Linked DNA regions of Mus musculus: region 1 is linked to region 2. A link is a contact called in public HiChIP or PLAC-seq data. All regions are on one chromosome and are shown on one strand. Each heading gives the region's core, a stretch centred on a gene start, on an enhancer-like site or on the middle of the called end of the contact. The rest is flanking DNA. Distances are from core to core; before and after follow the strand shown.

What was found. HiChIP or PLAC-seq counts read pairs in DNA pulled down with a chosen protein or histone mark.
Region 1: an H3K4me3 HiChIP or PLAC-seq map of embryonic forebrain shows a contact between it and region 2, with 2.9 times the contacts expected there. The contact joins the enhancer-like site here to the promoter of Map1b in region 2. A contact is called at or near these places in 14 of 39 promoter capture datasets (the 3T3-L1 cell line, the C10 cell line, cranial neural crest and 9 more), 1 of 484 Hi-C or Micro-C datasets (the N1E-115 cell line), 8 of 115 datasets of contacts at active chromatin or transcription factors (craniofacial prominence, differentiating embryonic stem cells, embryonic basal ganglia and 5 more) and 4 of 9 other capture datasets (adipose tissue, embryonic stem cells, liver and 1 more).

Annotation. Positions count from the first base shown.
Region 1 is chr13:99,723,233-99,725,994 of GRCm38.p6, forward strand. No RefSeq gene overlaps it. Among named protein-coding and RNA genes, the nearest start is that of Gm24471, 32 kb to the left of the region's middle. Within about 2 kb of position 1,284, at least 12 of the 459 cell types and tissues checked have an H3K27ac peak or open chromatin away from gene starts, as enhancers often do. A contact at or near this core is called in the N1E-115 cell line, embryonic forebrain, hippocampal neurons and 1 more, where this site is marked.
Region 2 is chr13:99,515,305-99,518,004 of GRCm38.p6, forward strand. It overlaps Map1b (microtubule-associated protein 1B), which reads right to left and starts at 1,298. Exons shown (of 7, transcript NM_008634.2): 1 at 1,000-1,298. The coding sequence starts at 1,183. Gm26559 (predicted gene, 26559) reads left to right here and starts at 1,330. Exons shown (of 2, transcript NR_167891.1): 1 at 1,330-1,554.

The sequences.
Region 1 (2,762 bases), core at 34-2,533, 210 kb after region 2:
CTTTGATTGACTGTGTGCCTGGTTGCAGTCTGAGCCAGGGTGCTGTGGGGTTCACTCTGAGAAGGGGGTTCTGGAAGAAGTCTTACTCTAGACAGCTTAGCCTCCATTTGGGCAAAGTATGATAACTCCAAAGGCTTTTCTGGTCTCCCATAATCCTCTGCTAACTGTATTATGGAAATGACGGTAATTACCTCAAAGTCCCTGGTGATTCCTATGCCTTCGGTGCTGTTCATTGTCAATGCACCTCGGTCAACCAGCTGTCTCCAGGACTTGCCTTTTGTACCAAACCTTTAATGAAACTGGCATTTGTGTCAATAAACTTTAAGCCCATCTTGCTGAGATAATTATCTAGGTCACTCAAATTTCAGCTACTTCAAATAATTATAGCCTTTTAGTCCTGACTATAAGGTGAGGATTGAAAGGGAAGGGATCAAGGGTCCCCACACCCAAGTCAATTAGGGGGAAACACTGGCAGGTTTCAGCTCCAACCACTGATTTGAATACACAAGCCCCTGGGCTATGGCAAGCTTTACAGAGAATAAGTCACTGGAAAAACACACATTTGTTTAGCTGAGCAGTGATCTGATTTGCAGCTACGGTTGTGCTACATTAGGTGAAGGGAATGCCAACTCAAGGACATCGCCACCAGTCCTCTCTGGTGGCAGGCACCAAGGTTCACCAGCCACTGTTGGATCTAAGCCTATTCCTCTATAAACATAGCATGGCAAGAACTGTGCAATAGAGGTCAATATGCCATCCAGAGATCCAGGGGCTAGAAATTATTATAACGCTCTCCCTAGGCATCTAATCCCTGGCTTAGGAAATCAAGAGGCAGTCTTACACACTTCTTTGTCCCTATGAATGCAACAAAACCAAAATCACTAAGCACAAAAGATTCGTATTCTACTCGCCAACAAATGCTTAAAATGTTCAAGAAAACAAAACAAAACAAAAACAAAATCCAAATACACAAATATCTTTGGAGACCAGGAAATTGTAACGCATAAATCCTTCTCTTTCCAGAGACGAGGAAGACAAAGCCTTTTATTAATCACCCCTGCCCCCACCTCCATCTCCACCTGTCAACATTCAAAACTGGAGACTAATGGTAGGCAGGCTTCTCCTGCAGGTCGTAATTGCCTTTCCAACAGAGAAGCCATCTCCAGAGCAACAGAGATATGAGCTATGGCTTCAAGCTGGGGCTCCCATGTAAATCACTTGCAGAGAAATCGAAATTTCCCACAAGCGAGCTGCACTGATTCTGTCTGCTAAAAGCGTCCCTCTCTGGACACAGGGCTGGAGTATCCTAGCAGCTGCGAAACTGTCTGTGTTTTCTGCATTGTGCGTGGAGCTGAGACCAAAATGCTGTGCAGCCTGCTCTTAAGACTGAAGAGAACTGCTTTCATTATTGATAATATACTTCAATCGTCATCATCTATTATTTAAATCGACCTGTCCACAGCTGCACAAATTAGAATCAAAGTGACGTAAGAGTGTTTTCTAAACCCTACCGTCACCTTAGCTTTCCTTTCCCCACATTTTCATGCTTCTGTGCTAAGTATGCTTAGTCTTTGATATACCTTGACTACCCAGTCCCAGATATTTCCATAATCCTTCTGTTTTATTTTCTTAATATTTTTGCCATCATTCCCTCCACTTCCCCCAACAGGATCTAAGGTCAGACAGTGCTCAGTTTTACTCAACAACATTATCCTCTTTAATTAATAAACAATTTTCCTAGATAACTCATCCCAGGGATGAGAATACATGAGCACTTGCTTCAATCAGCAACGCAGTGTTCGTTCCAGAATCTCCATTGTTAACTCCTCCTTCTCTTATTTCCCTGATCTCTGTGCCTCCCATATACTCAATAGCTTTAGGTCTCCTTAAATGCTACTTCAGAGAATGAAAGATTAATAAAAATTATCCTACAAGGACATTCTATGGAAGCCTCTAGAACTCATTCTTCTCTTTTTATATCAACAACAGAACCCTGATCTTTGGCAGGCACATGGCTGTCTGGAATAGACTCTGTGTTCCAGCCTTTGTTACAGGTCAGGGTGGCATGAGTCTTGCCCAAAAATTAGAATGAGAACAGGAGTTTCTTTTGGAAATGTTTGCGGGGAAACCCTGAAATTCGGCTGCTCTTCCATCTTACCATACCCCACTTTCATCCTTCCTTGCATCCTGCAGTCCAGCAGAGATGACAGGTAGCCTTCCGGTCAGCTTCTGGGCACAGGAAGTTGAGGACCATACCTGGGGAGTGACAGAGAACTTTAGGAAGTTAACCCTGAACTATCTGCCTCCAGGCCTTAAGTGAGAGACACACACTTGTCTGTAAGCCATGGCCATTGGGGTGTCTGTCCCTTACTGTGGAGTCTGGTCCAGATGACAGGCATACTCGGGTTTGCATCAGTAGCAGATGCTGATTTCTATGGTGTCTGCATTCATTCAGATCATGAAATTTTTCAGCAACTGTCAAAATCATGTGCTTAGCAAATGTCTGACTAATTAAAAAGTCAACTGAAGAAACACAACTTAGTCATTCATTTAATGCCCAAAGTATCAGAATTTCAATCAGTGGAAACTAAAAAGCGCATCCCTTACTTGTCATAAGCAGCATGTTTGCAAACCCTAGAACATGAGCTCCAAGTCCCCTGGCTTGTGAGACTTCACTGCTTAGCACGGACTTGTTCCTCTGTAAAGCAGACAGTCCTGTGTTGGGGCTGGAACACAAGGAGGGAACAGGACAGCAGGTAAAC
Region 2 (2,700 bases), core at 48-2,547:
CCGGGTGGGGCTGAAGGGCGGGCCGATGGTTGCCCGCCCAAGGCTGTGCCCTCCCGGACCCTCCCAGCCCCGCCCAGGGTTCCCCGGGAACCGCTATTCCGCTACCGCAGAGCCCGTTCCTGGTGCGCGCAGCAGCGCAGGAGCTGACCCTCCCCTGCCACCTCCTCCTCCCATTCAAGCTATGGCTCCTGAAGCTAAGACTTTTCAAAGAAGCCCACCCACGCAACCTGGGGTCCCATTGTCCTTTCTGAAAGCTGCAGCCAGGACCTCAGGGGCAAGAGCGAGGCTGGGCTTCGTCTAGAAACAGAGCGCAGACGGGTTCCATGCCTGTATCCTCGGGGGCTGGGGGGGAGGGGGGGGGACGGGCGTGGCCCAAGGACTAGCCTAGTCATTCCCAGGAAAGAAAGAATCGGGAAGTTTTAAGTCAGAAAAGGCATTCTCTATTCTCAGAGGGGTGTGTGTGTGTGTGTGTGTGTGTGTGTGTGTGTGTGTGTGACTGGCGGGGGCGGGGAGCACGAGGTGACTGTGATAAAGACGATTTCCATGCGGGCCTTGGCACATGGTGTTTTGACCCCAGGTTTTCGGGTAAGGGGAGGTGGGTCCCAGCCTTTGGCTAGGGCGAGAGCTGAGCTGAAAGAAGAGGTTTTGCTAGGCTCACCCCACCCTTTCTCCGCCTGCGGTTGCGGTTTTATTATGGCCTCCGCTCCTCTGACACCTGCATTTCAAAGAGCACGAGAGGAGGTAGCCAAGTCGGCGGTGGCCACGGACCCAGCCAGGTGACCTATCCCTCAGGGCTATTATAAAGATCCCCTCTCTGGGTCTCAAATAAAATAATTTAGAAATTAGCCCAGAAAAAGAGTCCAGATGGAGTGTGGGAGGTGGCCCGGAGAGGCGTGGGTGCGGGGCGTGCGGGAGAACAAGGTGGCCGTCGCGCCCTGGGTGGGGTCGTGCTGGCGCGTCTCCCCACTCACGCCCCTGGGGGGCCTCGGGACCGCTTACCCAGCTCGATGTTGCCGATGGCACGCCTCAGGTGCTCTTCGGTTACGGTCTCGCCGACCACCACCAGCAAGTAGAACTTGCTGTCTAGGAAGCGGTGCGACAGGCTGGGCGAGGTGGACGCCGCCGGGTTGCCGATGCTGCCCGATGGCTCCGGTTCGGTGGCTTCCACCACCACGGTCGCCATCCTGCCGGCTCTGCTCAAGCCTGAGAGAAGTGTTCCTCTCCCGCCGCTCCTCTGCTCTGCGGCAGGAGAAAGGATTATCTCCGAAGGTGCTGTCTCCGCTCCGCCCCCTGCGTCCCCCCTCCTCCCGGCGCACGCGTCGCCTCCCCCTCCGCCCTCTCCCTGCGCGGAAGAGAGGAGCGGGGAGTGAGAGGCCGAGGAGGCGGTGCCGTTTATATGGAGACTAGGCTAGGAGCCTGGGAGGAAGAGGAGGAGGAAAGGACCACCCGGCACGTCCTCGTGGTGGTTGCCTCCACTCCTCCAGCCCTTAGCCCAGGGCTGATGTCATCTGCAGCAAATCATTTCGCCGGCGGCCCGGAAGCTGGAAGGACGAGGTGTGTGGACAATGGTCTGGGCAGGGCCAGGAGCCAGGCTCTAGGGGACCCAAAGAACTCTGCTGCAACCCGAGGGCCTTCTGCACCATCACCCTTACATACACACACTTTCTTTGCCCTAAACCATCAACCTGGGGAGTGGGGATTACTTCCTGTTTCAGAGCGGGATTATGTCCTGAGTCAGATTCCGCATCTTCAGGCCTGTGCCTGTGCCTCATCCACGTGAAGTCAGAATTTGAGTAATTGCTGCAGTCACAGTGGGCGCTGGGTTGAGGGTACCCCGCCCAAGAACACAAACCTGAGTTTTTGACCTTGTAGATATAGAAAGGCGTATTTGTCCATTTTTTTTAAACAACAGGAATATTTATCACCTTCGCTTAAAAGAGACTTTGCAAGACCTAAGCCTAATTTGTTCAGACTTTGGAGTCTAGTCTGGAAGGACTAACTAACGCTCAAAAAAGAACTGGCTTTTGGTGCTCATGGGAAATGAATGAGAAGAGGCAGACATATTATGCTAGATACAGATTTCTTTTCTTAATATGCTGAACAGATAGCATCAGGCATAACAAAGAATAGAGAAGACACTGTCTCTGCAGGATTACAGCGACTATAATGTGCTTTTCAGTTCCTTGGGGGATACACAGGCAAAATTATTTTGTGTGACAATGATGTCTTTTAAGATACATGTAGCTTTGGGAGTTTTTATTGCTTTTGTCTATATTTAGAAGAACTCCTAATAATGTTTCTAAAGGCCATCGTAAACATTCATTTCTCACAAATCTAATGAGTACATTTCTGTATTAGGGCAGAAGAGGGGGGCAAGCGCCTCATCATCATGAAGACTGGGGATCATTTTAGAAGAGAAAATAGATGGAATTAGATGGAATAGGGGGGAAAAGCCTATTTTCATCTAAAATAACTAATATTGGAGTGTATACTAGTTTTAATTTATACTAAATATAACATACTAAATAGCAGTTTGGTATATACTAGTCAATATACCTTTAACACTGGAGTATACACCAGTTTTAAAATACCAACTGGAGGGGCTGTAGCTTAGCTGGTGGACTTCACGCCCATGTTGGCACCGGAAGCACTGGGCAGTGTAGTCCCAGCACTCAGGCGATGCAGACAAGGAGGATCAGA